Linked DNA regions of Zea mays: all the other regions are linked to region 1. Evidence: chromatin contacts called from public Hi-C data. All regions are on one chromosome and are shown on one strand. Each heading gives the region's core, a stretch centred on a gene start, on an enhancer-like site or on the middle of the called end of the contact. The rest is flanking DNA. Distances are from core to core; before and after follow the strand shown.

What was found. A called contact is a pair of places that touch in the nucleus more often than the background predicts.
Region 2: a contact with region 1 is called in a Hi-C map of ear, with 1.9 times the contacts expected there. The contact joins the promoter of LOC103644198 here to the promoter of LOC100277083 in region 1. A contact is called at or near these places in 2 of 25 Hi-C or Micro-C datasets (ear and tassel).
Region 3: a contact with region 1 is called in a Hi-C map of ear, with 2.6 times the contacts expected there. The contact joins the promoter of LOC103644199 here to the promoter of LOC100277083 in region 1. A contact is called at or near these places in 3 of 25 Hi-C or Micro-C datasets (ear, leaf and tassel).

What each region holds. Positions count from the first base shown.
Region 1 is chr1:296,261,950-296,266,626 of Zm-B73-REFERENCE-NAM-5.0, forward strand. It overlaps LOC100277083, which reads left to right and starts at 1,763. Exons shown (of 3, transcript NM_001363972.1): 1 at 1,763-1,940; 2 at 2,106-2,202; 3 at 2,373-2,620. The coding sequence starts at 1,901. The coding sequence ends at 2,445. It overlaps LOC100384848, which reads left to right. Exons shown (of 2, transcript NR_160677.1): 2 at 1-482.
Region 2 is chr1:296,551,959-296,556,525 of Zm-B73-REFERENCE-NAM-5.0, forward strand. LOC103644198 (CLAVATA3/ESR (CLE)-related protein 25) reads left to right here and starts at 2,884. Exons shown (of 2, transcript NM_001328367.1): 1 at 2,884-3,292; 2 at 4,134-4,567. The coding sequence starts at 3,232. The coding sequence ends at 4,420. LOC109943558 (a long non-coding RNA gene) reads right to left here and starts at 4,369. Exons shown (of 2, transcript XR_002266587.3): 1 at 4,051-4,369; 2 at 3,705-3,932.
Region 3 is chr1:296,572,453-296,576,688 of Zm-B73-REFERENCE-NAM-5.0, forward strand. It overlaps LOC103644199 (hydroxyproline O-galactosyltransferase GALT5), which reads right to left and starts at 1,495. Exons shown (of 7, transcript XM_008667396.3): 1 at 614-1,495; 2 at 179-402; 3 at 1-87. The coding sequence starts at 1,382. LOC100280943 (50S ribosomal protein L4-like) reads right to left here. Exons shown (of 7, transcript NM_001374362.1): 6 at 3,220-3,393; 7 at 2,670-3,111. The coding sequence ends at 3,010.

The DNA.
Region 1 (4,677 bases), core at 513-3,012:
TATTTTGGCAGGTGATGTATGCTTTTCAGCATGCCGTGTTTTATTGAACTCGTCAAGTCCTGCAGAAGCTGAAACTGATCATGTATAAGACTTTGCCTTGTGTCACAATGGGTGCATTTGCTGGTGGTCCTTGGATCAGGTTGCTCATGAGTGGTGAATGGTCTGACGACTTCAGAAGAGGATAGATCTGAGATTACCTTTCATGCATGTTAAGGAAGTTAAGTAGTTGATGCCTTCAAATAAATGGAGAAACGTCAGGTGAACCGCGAGCAGAATTCTGTGGCGCATTTGTTAGCGCAGTTAGCTAGGACTCTGTTCATACAGCTGTTCGATTAAGCCAAATACCTAACTGTATTGCCCATCTAGTAGAACCTAACTGTAACTTGTCCTCTTAATTAATACTAGCAATTAGCAAACATGTCTGTACGTTGCGATCGGAGAAAAAAAACTATCAAATATTTAGGAGAACAATGACACGAGTGATACATAGCATTATTTATGTTTCACCATTTATGGAATTTAAAGACTAATTCGTTTTGTGATGACCATGATATCCATTATAAAAATTAATGTTGTGAACATTATGATAATGGCGTGTTTGTTTTCAATTAAAATCGGATCTGCTGGCCTCCAAGTCTCCAACTGGAAGAAGAGAGAAAATCTCACCAAACATCTTACGGTACTGATGATTGGACTAGCACTCATGTTTTTTTTTTCTTATTTTTGAGTAAAATGCAGGAACAGTCATTAAACGAACTTGTGTCATTTGGATTCTAAAACTTACAAAACCAGGAATGGCTCATGTTACTTGATTAGTTCGTGCAAAACCGTCTAAAATCAGGTTTTATCAAACCAGATGTCGACTCGATGTGCCAATTTTGTTTTTAGTTTTTTTTTTGGCTGAGAAAACAGATTCGTTTTTTAAAATTTTGAAAACCTGTACACCAAGTTTTCTAAAAAAAACGAATTTTACCGAGACAGTTGCTCGGCTAGGATTCACGAAAACTACGTTTTGAATTTGAACTTATAAACCGGTTAGAAAATTTGAAATCCGCCGAAAATCGTCTGGTTTTTCGTTTTCGTTGGTTAGCGGGAAATTGAATTGAAACGGTTTTGTTAGCCCGTAGCTTGATTCCGACAAACTTTAAAGCAGCATGTTTACGTCTCGAATCAGAGAGGCAGCTAGTTTGTCGCTACCATGGCGCGTCCTCGGTCCACCGATGGATTTCGCAGGAAGCCACATTTGGAAAGAAAAAAAAAGATTTTTTTCTCGCTCATTCAAACAGCTTTCGTACCGAATTAAAACGCCACTGCTGACCAGAGAAGAGAAGAACATCATTATTGGAAGTTTGAAATTGGATGGACGGTCCATTCTGAGATGCTAGTGAGGTCTAGAAGCCCGCGCCGCCGGCCGGACTTGTTGCGAAGAGAAACACGGAGACGGAACGGAAACACGCTTGCATTTGTCAGCAAAAAAAAGAAAAATAAAAAAGGCAAGTCATGTGCTGTATTGCTGTAGCAGTAGTATAGATGCGAAAACCTGGCAGGGAAGTAACGTAACGCACCCAAGCCCAAGGAACGCCTCCCAGCCGCCAATGCCCATGCATGATCAGACGCGGCCGCGGGTTTCCTCCAGATGCTTCGCTGCCTGCACTGGCGGTTCCACCCGTCCAACACGCGTTCGTGGATGCCTCAGGCCGCCGACACGTACCTCGGCTGCGGCGGGCCTATAAAGTGACGCGCGAGGCACGGGCGGCCCAGCACGCACCTGCTCCATTACCCGTCTGCCGTCGGCATAACATAATCGTCGTCGCGTGCAGTCCCCATTCCCTTTTCCAGTGGTCTGTTGCTCGCGCTTCGTCCAGCTTCCCCGGAAGAGGTAGCACGGCAAGGGCAGAGGATGAGTGACCCCAAGTACGCCTACCCCTACCCCGCGCAAGGTACTTCCACGCTACATACACACCACGCTGCTCGTCTCGATCCATCATCGTCCTCATCGATTTGATCCGATCCGTGTGAAGAAACGAATAGAACTGCTTGGTCGATCCGGTGCTGACAGGTTACTTTTCGTTTCTTGGTTGATTTGTGTACCCAAAAAAAAACAGGTTACTACCAGGGGCCGTACCAGGGCCCGCCGGTGATGGCGCCGCCGCAGTACGCCGCGCCGCCGCCCAGAAGGGAGCCGAGCTTCCTGGAAGGCTGGTACGTATTCCCGGCCGGCCAACTCTCTGACCCTCTCTCTATTATTCCTCTGCCGCAAGTTTACTGTGCAGGCTCTGTCGTCTCTGTACTGTGTGGTTAATTCCAAGTGATGGCTCTCGCTTCATCTGTTACGTTCTTGCGCCATCATAATCTAATCGGTTATTCTGCAGCCTGGCCGCGCTGTGCTGCTGCTGCTTGATCGACGAGTGCTGCTGCGACCCGTCCATCATCTTCGTCAGCTAGACTAGACGAGGAAGAACCTATTGGTATATATAATATGTATGTATCCAGTTGTACTCTTAGCTTTATTCCTGCAACCTTCAAGCTCGAGATGATCTGTATCTCGGTCGAGTTGGTGTGTATCTGTCATGGTATTGCTTCTAATTTGCTGCTGAATCGAGAACATATTCGCCGTTGAGTTCTTGTTGGCCTGCTGCGCCTCGCCTGGGAAGGGAACCATTTACCTTCACCACTGCGGCTGAGCTTTTTGAAAAGAAGGCGAGGTGACTACTGGGTGGATAGAGAAGAGGAGCAGAAGCAGACCGGATGCTTCTCACCTTCTTCCACTTGCAGTCGCACGCAAGCCACAACCGAAAGCCCCGTGTGTCCCGTCACCGGAATATATGCGAATCCGGCGCCTTTTCAGACACGTGAATTCGGGAGGAAATGGCTCTAGGCGCAGCCGGCGGGGGAGGCTGTGATCGCAGGAGGGCCGGGCCGGGGATGGCGATGGATGGAGACGACCATTTTCTTGCGCATGCGTGTGAGTTTGAGGGCTGCTAGGCGGCTAGCTATGCTCTCGGCGTGGTTCTAGCCCGAAGAACAACACGATGGTGACGGTCCAGATCGCGCCAGGCGTGGTCTGTGCTCTAGAAGCCACTCGCCCACTCCAGTCTGGAAGCGTTCTGGCTGCCACCCACGCCGGATGATTGCTCTCATGGAATGCAGCCCCATGAATGCTCGGTGTCGGTGCGCTTGTCGCGGCTAGACCTGAAACTTGGGCCGGGCCGGTACGGCACGAGCCCATCGTGTCTTGGGCCTTAAGTCTTCAGGCCGACACGGTCTTTAATATTTTTGGACCGTACTAAACTAAACACTTAAAATCTAAGCCTGACACGGCAGTAAAGCACGTCGTGCTTGTCTTGGACCGAGCCGGTCCAGGCACGGTCCACAACCAAACAAGCCATTTTGAAGATATATATAATGAAATCTAATATAATTTTGATGTCATATTTTTACCGGCCTTTTTGCCGTCGGGCCGCCCCGAGCACGGCCCAGTCACTTGTGCCGGACCGGGTGGTACGATGGGCTCAAAATCAAAGCCTAGACCAGCCCTTTATTCATGTCGTGCTAACACGACCCAATATATTTCGTGTCGGGCCGTACTTTGAGCCCGTTTCTGGGTCGTGTCTGACCGGCCCAAAACAGGCGAGGGGATACGCCCGCGTGTAAAGAAGTTATGCGCAATATAAAAGTCCGCCGTTGATTTCTCATATGGAATGTACCATTTATTTCTCAAATGGAACCATGGTCGTTTTTAGTGTATCCCCTCTGAATTTTAGGTGCCGGATAAAATGTAACGTAAATGACAATAGTAATGATTCACATTTAAATATCAGCGATAACAAGTTTAAATAGGCCGGTATCAGTTTCTAGTACCATATCTCCTTATGGTTAGATTTAAATAAACATGGTTAAACTTAACAAACATGATTTAATATATTGATTTGAAGTACCGAGTGGAGGGCATTCTAATGGTCACCAGAGAGAGTGGCTAGGCAAACGTGTCGATGGGCCTGAGAGGATGAGCTTGTTGAGGTGTGCAGCCGGTGAAGGAGTTTCAGGTGAAGGTCACTTACCCTGAGGCCGCCTTCGACTTTTACTTTGAGAACCAAGTCCCAAGCAACAATAAACTAGGCGCCAGTGGACCCCTTTTGGCCATCTCAAGAGGAAGCTCCCGCTAGTAAAAAAAAAGCTTAAAACATACGGTGCGATATATTTTTATAGACGGATTCGGTTATCAATCGTCTATATTATTTTTAGTGACGGTTTCTTAAGAAAACCACTACTAGAAAATGTATTTCTATATAAGGTTTCTTAAGAAAACCGTCTGTAAAAATCCATGATTTCTAGTTGTGGTTTTCTTAAGGGACCGCATATAGAAATCAATTCCTAGTGGCGGTTTTTTATCCTTAATTTTTCGAGTTTTTCAAATGACCTCGTATGATAAAACCATCAAAATAAAAGTTGTAGATCTCAAAAAGTTATGAAACTTTATAGTTGACAACTTTTTTATTTGAACTCATTTCGGTTCTCAAAAATTGAATATAAGTATATCAAATTTAAAATTCAAATTTTGTAAACTACCTCGGATGAAAAAAGTGTCAAAATGAAAGTTGTAGAACTTCAAAAGTTATTCAACTTTGTAGTTGACAATGTTTTTATTTGAATTCGTTTACGGTCTCAAAAAAACAA
Region 2 (4,567 bases), core at 1,634-4,133, 290 kb after region 1:
ATCCATGGGTATTGATTCACATCTAAGCACTTGTGTTGACACTCAATCACCAAAATACTTAGAAATGGCCCAAGGGCACATTTCCCTTTCAGTTCCCAGTGGAGTGTGTTATTTGGTGCTTCTTCAAACACGTATAACGAGGCATATCTAGGAGATGTTCGTTAGATGTAGACCTGTTCAAACGCCGGGTCGAGTTTTGTGGCTTTGGGTCGGTTTTTTTTGGGTTGGGTCGGGTTTTGGGTCAAAAATCATGATCCATACCCGACCCGTGAATTATTATGGATCAAAAATTATGGTACGTACCCGCCCGTTGTATTGGTCGGATCAAGTCGGGCCGAGTTTTGATCGGACGAGCCGGGTCCGGTTGGTTGGATCAGGTGGTCCATGATCAGGTCTGGTTGGATGCAGAAAAGCTATACCAATAACAGTTTCTCATCTCTTCTCATGTGTGCTAATTCTCAATTGTGTTTATCAAACATTTTAGAGCGTATTTGGTATTTTGAAAGTGTCTTTAATAAATATTCCCGCTTACTTTGTGATTGTGCCATTATGCCTAAGGCCTATATTTAATACATAGAATTCCAATACCTAATGACACTAGATTATCAAATTGTGGGTCGCATAGGAACCTCCACGGAATGGAAATATACATGTAGGGGTGTTTGGTAGAGTTCCCACGGCTTCGCTCTAGTGAGAACCACTCATGCGCAGCCAAACAACAAAAAACTGAGCTGCTCCATTGTGAGAACATAGTGAATCTAGTCTATATTTTGTATTGGAAATCTGCTCTCCACTCTTCAAACCCTTAGAAATGAGTTTACAGACTATTTACCAATTGGTTTTCATCACATAGATTACTTTGCTAGAGAATCATTCAAAATAAATGTATTAGAGAATCAGCTCTTGGAAATAGAGAATCATAGAGCGAAACTCTGACAAACGAGTCTGTAAATAACTTATGGCATGTTTGGAAGCATCCAATTCTTAAAAATTTGGTTTATAAAACTGTGGCGGTTCTAAACATATTAGTTTTTCCTCCAGTTTATATAAACTTGATTTCCAGTTTCTTAAAAACTAAGAAGCTAGTCATCTCTAGATAAAACTACTTTATAGAAACCAGGTGGCTCCAAACATCATCAGTTTTTTTCTTTTTATAGAAACCAGTTTCTAGAGACTTGAAAACTAAGTTGATTCCAAACAGGGCCTTACGCTGGGGCCCAAGACATGTTCCTCCGAGACATCTTTGCCCACACCATTAGGCCCATATCCGTCGGCCTGCTAGCCCACACCTACTGCCAAGTACGGTTCTTGTCGCCTGTAGGGTTGTAAGGTTAGGGTCTTAGGGAGGGTGAGAAATGGTCTGCACCCAAGTGGATTGATGTGGGGAGAGAAAGAAAAAAAGCATCAGAAAAGCGAGATTTGCGTGTCATGGGCGGCATCAGGCTTACTCATGCGATATTAGCCCGGTCACGAGACTCAGCAGTCAGCAGGTCAGTAACTCAGCACAAGAAGAGCTGTCTGTAATATGCCAAGGTTGCAACTCGAGCCGCCGTTGGGAGGAGCCAGCGCAGGACCAAATTCGGATGAGGATGGGCATGGATTGGACCGCGGCCTTGGATTGGATTGGATTTTTTGCGATTATGGATGGTGATGGCATTCATAATGTTTAGAGGTTTTCAAGTCTGTCCGTGTTTCCATGAAACCTGAGTTTTTACTGCAATCTGGAGACGCTGTGATTTGTGATCTTACTGCCTGCCACAGTAGGCTGGCTCGGGGTGACACCACTGTGCCATGCCATGCCATGGAATGGAACTTTCTGTTTGTTCCTGCTTGCTTTGGTATTTTGTTGTCTTGCTTCACAGTGGGTTTAAGGACAGCGAGCGCGTCAGGCTGTCTCCCAAATAACCAACTGCATTGGCCCTTTCCACAATATAGAATGGCCTCGGCCTCCTGTCTCAAGCTCTGATCTGCCAAAGAAAGGAAGGAGGGCACGGGCACGGGCACCAGCACGAAGGAAGCAGCAATCCAACAAGATCTGGTCACGCCGATACAGATAATATTCGAAACGGATGGGCTTCAGTGAGCATGTTCAGAATACCATATCAAAGTTGAAATTCACTTTACTTAGCGGAGAATTTTTTTTAAAAAAACCACAGTTTCGGTTCGTGATGGAAGAGCATTTGCATCAATTCACCCAAAGTAAAAGAGAGAGAAAAAAGGGGACACTCAAAAGGATTGTGACAGATCACATGAAAGCGAAGTTTATTTCTTCAGGGTGCTGCTGCAGCAGCTCACTTTGGACTTGGAGAGCCGCTGCTTTTGAGCGCCACCTTTGCCGTGGCTGCGATCTCTCATGCGTCATGCTGCTTCTCTCCTAGAATGACTCAAAGATGAGTTCTTTCCCCTTTTTCTTTTCCCACATGTGACCTGAATTCACCTCACAACAGGAATGGTACTACTACTTGAGGGAGAAGGAGAACAGGGGCAGCCTTAAGGATCGGATAGCAATGCTTTTTTTTATTATTTATCCACCGTCTTTTACCCTTCTTCTCTTCACGAGAAGAAGAAAAAACAAGGGGGATTAAAAAAAAGGGAAAGGCAGGAGGAAAACAACATGGCTCAAAAAGCAAAGCGCAACAAAAAAAAAAAAAAAGAAAGAAAAGCGAGCGTGGCTCAGCTTGCTTTGATTCTACTCTCTGCTGCCCCCCCTCCCCTCCATTAGGGGCAGGGCATCCTTCAAAAGCACAGCAGAATCGGGCCAAAGCGAAAGAAGGCCAGAACAGAACAAGAAGCAGGAATACCCGCGCGACAGCGACTGACACAAATCCTGCCGCTACTTCTTCCCCACATTATAATATGCAGTCACGTTGCGCAGCCGCAGCCGTTGCATCACACTTAGCGCCACCCCATGCCATGAGAAGAAGCTCTTAGAAGACCAGCGTTGTCGCTCGCCAGGAGAGGAGGAGGAGGAGGCCGCTCTACGGAAGAAGAAGACGACGCTGCGCTGCGCGGCGACGGACGACTGGTCGGTGGGTGTCATGAGAAGGTCGGCCGTGTCCGTGAGGCGGGCGGCGCCAGCGGCATTGGCCATCTTGTTCGGAGCGCTCCTTCTGGTGTCGTTCGTCGTGGACGGCGTCAGGAAAGCGGCTCCGCCGGCGGCGATCGGCGGGAGGAGGATGATGCTGGGCGGAGGCGCCGGAGGGCTGAGGACCCTGGAGGATTTCAAGGCTCATGATCCCTTCCAGGACAGCAAGAGAAGGGTGCCCAATGGCCCTGATCCTATCCACAACAGGTACTTTGATCTACGTACAGCTTACTGCGCTGCAAGCTTTGGTTTTGGTGTTTGAGTTGGCCCCCCCTTTTTTCCCCTTGTACCCAATGCACTGGTTTCTTGAAACTAGAAGCTTTAGGATTTTCAAAAAAAATTACTACGTACGATATGAGGCCAAATGCTGCAGCCTTCACCTAACTTGAACTAGCAGAATTCCAACGCTTGACGTTTTTTTTTGTCATGGCTTGTTTGTTTGTTAAGCTTGCGTTACGGAATGAAGGGAATGTTCTTGTTTCACCAGTTTCTGACTGGTGGTATGCAAAGGTGAATGTTTTGCAGTGCGTCTGTTGTGATCATTTTGTCTTGCCATATGCTCCCATTTACCATGTTTTGTTGGATATTTTCACGTAGGATAGGTCAGGAAAGAAAGAAAGAAAAAACAATACTTTTCATAATAATATAAAATAAATGATAACGGATAAAACGCAGGGAGAGGGAAGAAAAAACAAAGGGAGACGACGCATATGAGCAAAAGATGCCATGCGCTCTTTTTCCCTCACCACTCCCACATTCCCCTATGATGATATGCTATAATCTTTCAGCAAAAGCAACCACACAAGTCCTATTCCCCCAGTGAGCAACGTAGATGCACATATCATTCCTGAAATCATTAGTCTACATCCATGAAAGCAGTCAAAACAAAGCACAGCACAGCACCACACCCACGGTTCATCATGATGGTAAACTACAGGAAAGCCTTAACGGTTTCAGTGCATCACCTGCCGAAACAAAGACTGTGCTGCTGTCTCAGTCCCTGCTTCAGCTTCAGCTTCAGCTTCTAACCCGGTTTCAAATCCTGCAGAGGAACCGGCAAGTCAGGACGATCGCCGGGACGAGCATGACGTCGGGAGCGCGCATGCCGAGGCGTGGAAGCTTCCGAACCCGAAGAGGCCGGCGATAGCGACGTGTTGGGAGCGGCGGCTAGCAAACAGAAGATGCGTTGCGTTGCATACTTGCATTGCATGGAGGAAGAGGAACAGACAAGAGGTGCATCGTGGGGTGGTGGGTCTGGCTGGGATGCTGGGTGTAACTAGGGGGAGGTGGCCTGCCCTATCTTCTTCTAAGCACTGCTATTTAAGACGGTTTTAAGCATGATGAGAACTTTAGCTTTTTGGGGGAGGGGAAACAAAGGCTATTCTATTCTATTCAATTCTATTCTGCCAGTGGGGGTTTGTTTGTTTTGTTTTGTTTTGTTTTTTTGTAAAGAGAGCAGTAAGTACCAAGCTTCCCTGTCAC
Region 3 (4,236 bases), core at 245-2,744, 310 kb after region 1:
TGAAGTGGGCAATGAACCAGCCAAAACGGACTCGACATCAATGTCTCCTTTCAAAGACAATTGTGTCGCATCCTCAAGATTGTAGCCCTGTAAGGGCCAAACATTGAGCAACATTAGAAAATTAAATCTTGAGATATCACCGAGAAAAGTGCTTACAACAGTTCCATAACACACTCACGGTGCGGTAAGGGAATGACGTGACATGCCGGCCATCAACATTGACATGGTAGCCCTCCAAACCAGCTGTTATGACCAAAACAAATCGCTTGCCCTCCGCAAATGGGTATGGCCGATTGACTTTCGGCCTACCAATCAAACGGTTCAGCCACCGTTTCATCCGTGATTCTTGTGTCTCGTTGTTACCATCACGAATCCATTCGTCACACTTCAGTTCCCCATCAACTGAGAAGTCAATAATAATATAACTTGAGGTTATTTTGGAGACAATTTAGCAAGCTGACTTTCCAAATCCCAAGGTACTACATTCTCGAAGACGAAGGAATATGTACCAGGTTCAGACGAAAGGTAGTTTCTAATTCCTACCCAACGACGCGATGGAATAGAGTAGTACACAAACGAATGGACTGGACGCGATAGCAGCGGAGGAGCTCACCAGTGTCGTCGTCCGGGCGTGACTGCCACCCCTCGCACCGCTGCGGCTGCGCCCACTGCATCCGGTAGCAAGTGTTGAGCTCGATGACGGGGCGGGCGCTGAAGTCCCCGCGGATCCTGGGGTTGAAGTGGAGTATCCTGGGCGGCTCCTCCCCCTGCACCGCCTTGGTGCCAAGGAGCTCGAGCATGAACTGCGACACCATGACCGGCGGCGCGGCCCCGTCCCCCGCTCCCGCGACCTCCGGGCGCGCGGCGCGCGGCCGCGCCACCACTGTGAGGCGCGACCCCACCGCCATCCCGCACGGCAGGTCCACCGCGACTCCCGCGCCGCTCGCGAGCTGGTCCCTCGGCGCCGAGACCGTCGCGGGGCAGGAGGCCGAGGCGGCCGCGGTCGGGGACGGCGAAGGGGCGGAGGACGGGGGAGCGGGGGCGGAGAGGAGGCGCGCGAGGTGCGGCGCCGCGGCGGCGAAGGCGGCGGCGGCCGAGGCGTCGATGGATGATATGGCGGCGGCGGCGGAGGCGGAGGAGGAGGAGCTGGTGGCGCGGCGGTGGACGCGGACGGAGGAGACGGCGAGCGGGGCGCTGGTGCGGGGGCGGAGCGGGGAGCGCGCGGAGGAGGCGCGGAGGAGCTCGCGGCGCGTGGCGGCCTGGGCGAGGCGGGGAGACGCGGTGGAGACGGAGAAGGAGGGCAGCTCGAAGAGGAGGAGGAAGAGGAGGTACGCCGCCGCCGCGGCCAGCAGCGCCAGGCGGCACGCGCGCTTGGGCGGCATGGCGCGGCGGTTCGCGAGCTACGGTGGAGGGGCAGGGGAGAGCTCGGGGAGTCGGTCAAGTTCAAGTAGCCGTTTGGGGAGACGTGCGCGTGCGCGGGCAAGAGACTTTTTCGGGGAGGTGTCGTGGGAGTTGATGTGGCGTCTGGGTCTGAGTGTTTAAGACCAGACCGTTGCGTTGGGGTGGGGGTGGGGCAGGCAGGAAGCCAGCCAGGAACGCACGCGGCGTTCGTGAGCCAGCCACGGCTTGGTTCGCCCGATTTTGGAACCTGAACCTCCTCCACGTACCAGTAAATGCGTAGTAGCTACACCGACACGGGCGGTTGCTACCGTACCTACCTGTGGACTGTGGTCGCAAGTCGGGGCACGGCAGGGAGTGCAGCGGTGGAAGGTGCAATTCAAACAGGCTTCCAGTCCAGAGGGAACATCGGCAGATTGCCAATACAAGGACTCGTGCGATGGAGCCGCACGCGCTATGGTCCACGCGCCAAGCCGGCGAGGGAGACCGGACGCGGCGCCACCGGCCCCGGGGCCCCGGCAATGGTCGTCACGTTAGCTTGCGGATTGGACTTTTTTTTTCTTTTAACTCCAAGACGGTCAGACGGATTGGTTTGGCTGGGTGCCTGGGTCTGGGTCTCAAGTACGGGCTACCCCGCGTTCCTCACGGTCAGTCGGTCCGGTAATTTCTCTTTTTCCCCAACCTTTTCTCAAATCATATTTCAAAGATAATCCATTCAGATCTCATTTTTTGCGTCTAAAATTTCTGTCCATGTCAAGCCACGTAGCGTAGCAAAATCACTCTGCGCCGCAGCGAAGCAAAAACACGTTGTGCTAATGTGGAAAGAAGTGGAAGCAGTCTACCGTTACACACTTGCATGGAAAGATTGCCGCGATTTTTTTTTTGTTGGCGTGACAAAATAGAGTTGTTGTGCTTGTTTGGACCTTAAAAAACATCAAATTCATACTTCGGCTGCGACGGACGGACCGAAATCAAGGTGCGGCGAGATTTACAGCGTAGACAGTAAAATTTTAGATTAAAATAGGGCCTATTTGTTTGCTTCTAAAAATATACAATCTAGCTTATTTAATATGGATGATGGGCCTATTTGTTTTAGCTTATGTCTCTTAGAATTGGCTTCTGCCAACCAAACCTTTCGTTTTCAGCCAACTTCTATGAAAATGGACCAAATCCAAGTAAATACAGAATCCGCTGCCACTTACTAAACCCTAAACGATGCAAATCCCTTCATCTTTCTCCACGTGAGTCCTGCGACGTGACAGCTAGATTATACAGGACTCTAAACAAATTGCTGTCCCAAGCTTTGGACCTATATAATCCAGGATTACATAATCTTATTTGCTGGATAAGAACTCACTAAGTTTCAAGGGTAGTGTGGGTAAAACGCCAAAAAATAATCTAAAATAAACATCCAATGACCTGCTTACAAAAGGCCACAACATTTCCCTCCTACCTCGGTCGGTACCTCCAGTCTGACAGAAAATAAACAGCTCACGTTGCAGCTCCATGTTAGCACCAAGATAACAGGAAACCTTCGAGCTTTAACAGGGAACGAAAAAGCACAGGTTGCTGGCTGTAAGAAGCAGTGGTGCGACTCAGAAACCCTCCTTGCTAGCGGTTGATGGGGGTATGCATCCGCTCGACGATTCTGTTGATAGCGGCCCGAGTCATTACAAGGGTGTCATGCTGGAGGATACTGTAGACGTTGAGGCCCTGCGTTTCATGAAGGCGGAGTGGGTTTTTTTTTAACCAGAAAAAAGGGCCATTCCAAGCAAACAGAACTTAGTTTGACCACTCAAGCACTGAAATCATAGAACTTACAATGGAAGGAAGTACGTTAACGTAGTGAAGGTTTTGAGTGGCCAGCTTTAGCTTCTTATCAATGTCGCCTCCATCCACCAACAGAACCTTCTTTGAGTCATCCATCTGTCTAATGTATTGCACAATGTTTTTCGTCTTGTGGCTAGGAACTTCCAAGTCCTCAAAGATCAAGAGCTATACAGAGAAAAAACATGGACCAGTAAATTTTAAAGCAAACAATGAAATTCTTAGGGCTAGTTTGGCAACCCCATTTTTCCAAGGGATTCCATTTTCCCAAGGTAAATTAGTTCATTTTCCCTTGAGAAAATGGGAATCTCTTGGGAAAATGGAGTTGTCAAACTAGCCCTTAGGGGTTTGTTTCCTGCAGGACAGAAAAGCTCAAGAATGCTCTGGATGTGTGCAGACTAAAATTTTATAACCACGTCAAAGAATGTAGATAAAACAAGCACATAATATCATATGCCCACATTGTTTTTGACAGTTAACTTTAAGGAAAGCAGGGAAATAATGTCAGTTTGTACTTACGTTTTCTAGTAAATAACAATTCAACTTTTTGTGCAAACATGATCCTAGTAAACTAAGTTGATGTTGATTAAGTCCGTAAAAGCTATGGGCTATGCTAAACATGAACAATTAAATATTAGTGCATACGGAGTACGCTTTTGACAGAATGCAAGAGGATTCATAAGGCCACTCTCAATGGGAGTTTCATTCTCATTAAATAGTGTCATGTCAGCCTTTTCTCATCATGTGGCAAGGGATTAATTTAGAGAGATGAAACTATGTCTACACTGTTTACAATACAACTTGTCTCTTGCGTGTACTGCCTATCAAATAGCAAAATGAAACATTACATTGCATAGACCATTTCAATGTTATCAAATCATGCAGTTGACCTAGTCACCATGGGGACCGACCAGATGGTGAATCACAATTAGTTGGTTCTAGTTGTCCATATACCATGTGATTGGTTCGCTGCTTCTTGCGAGCAGCTGCACCAGCGGAGCATTAGAGCAT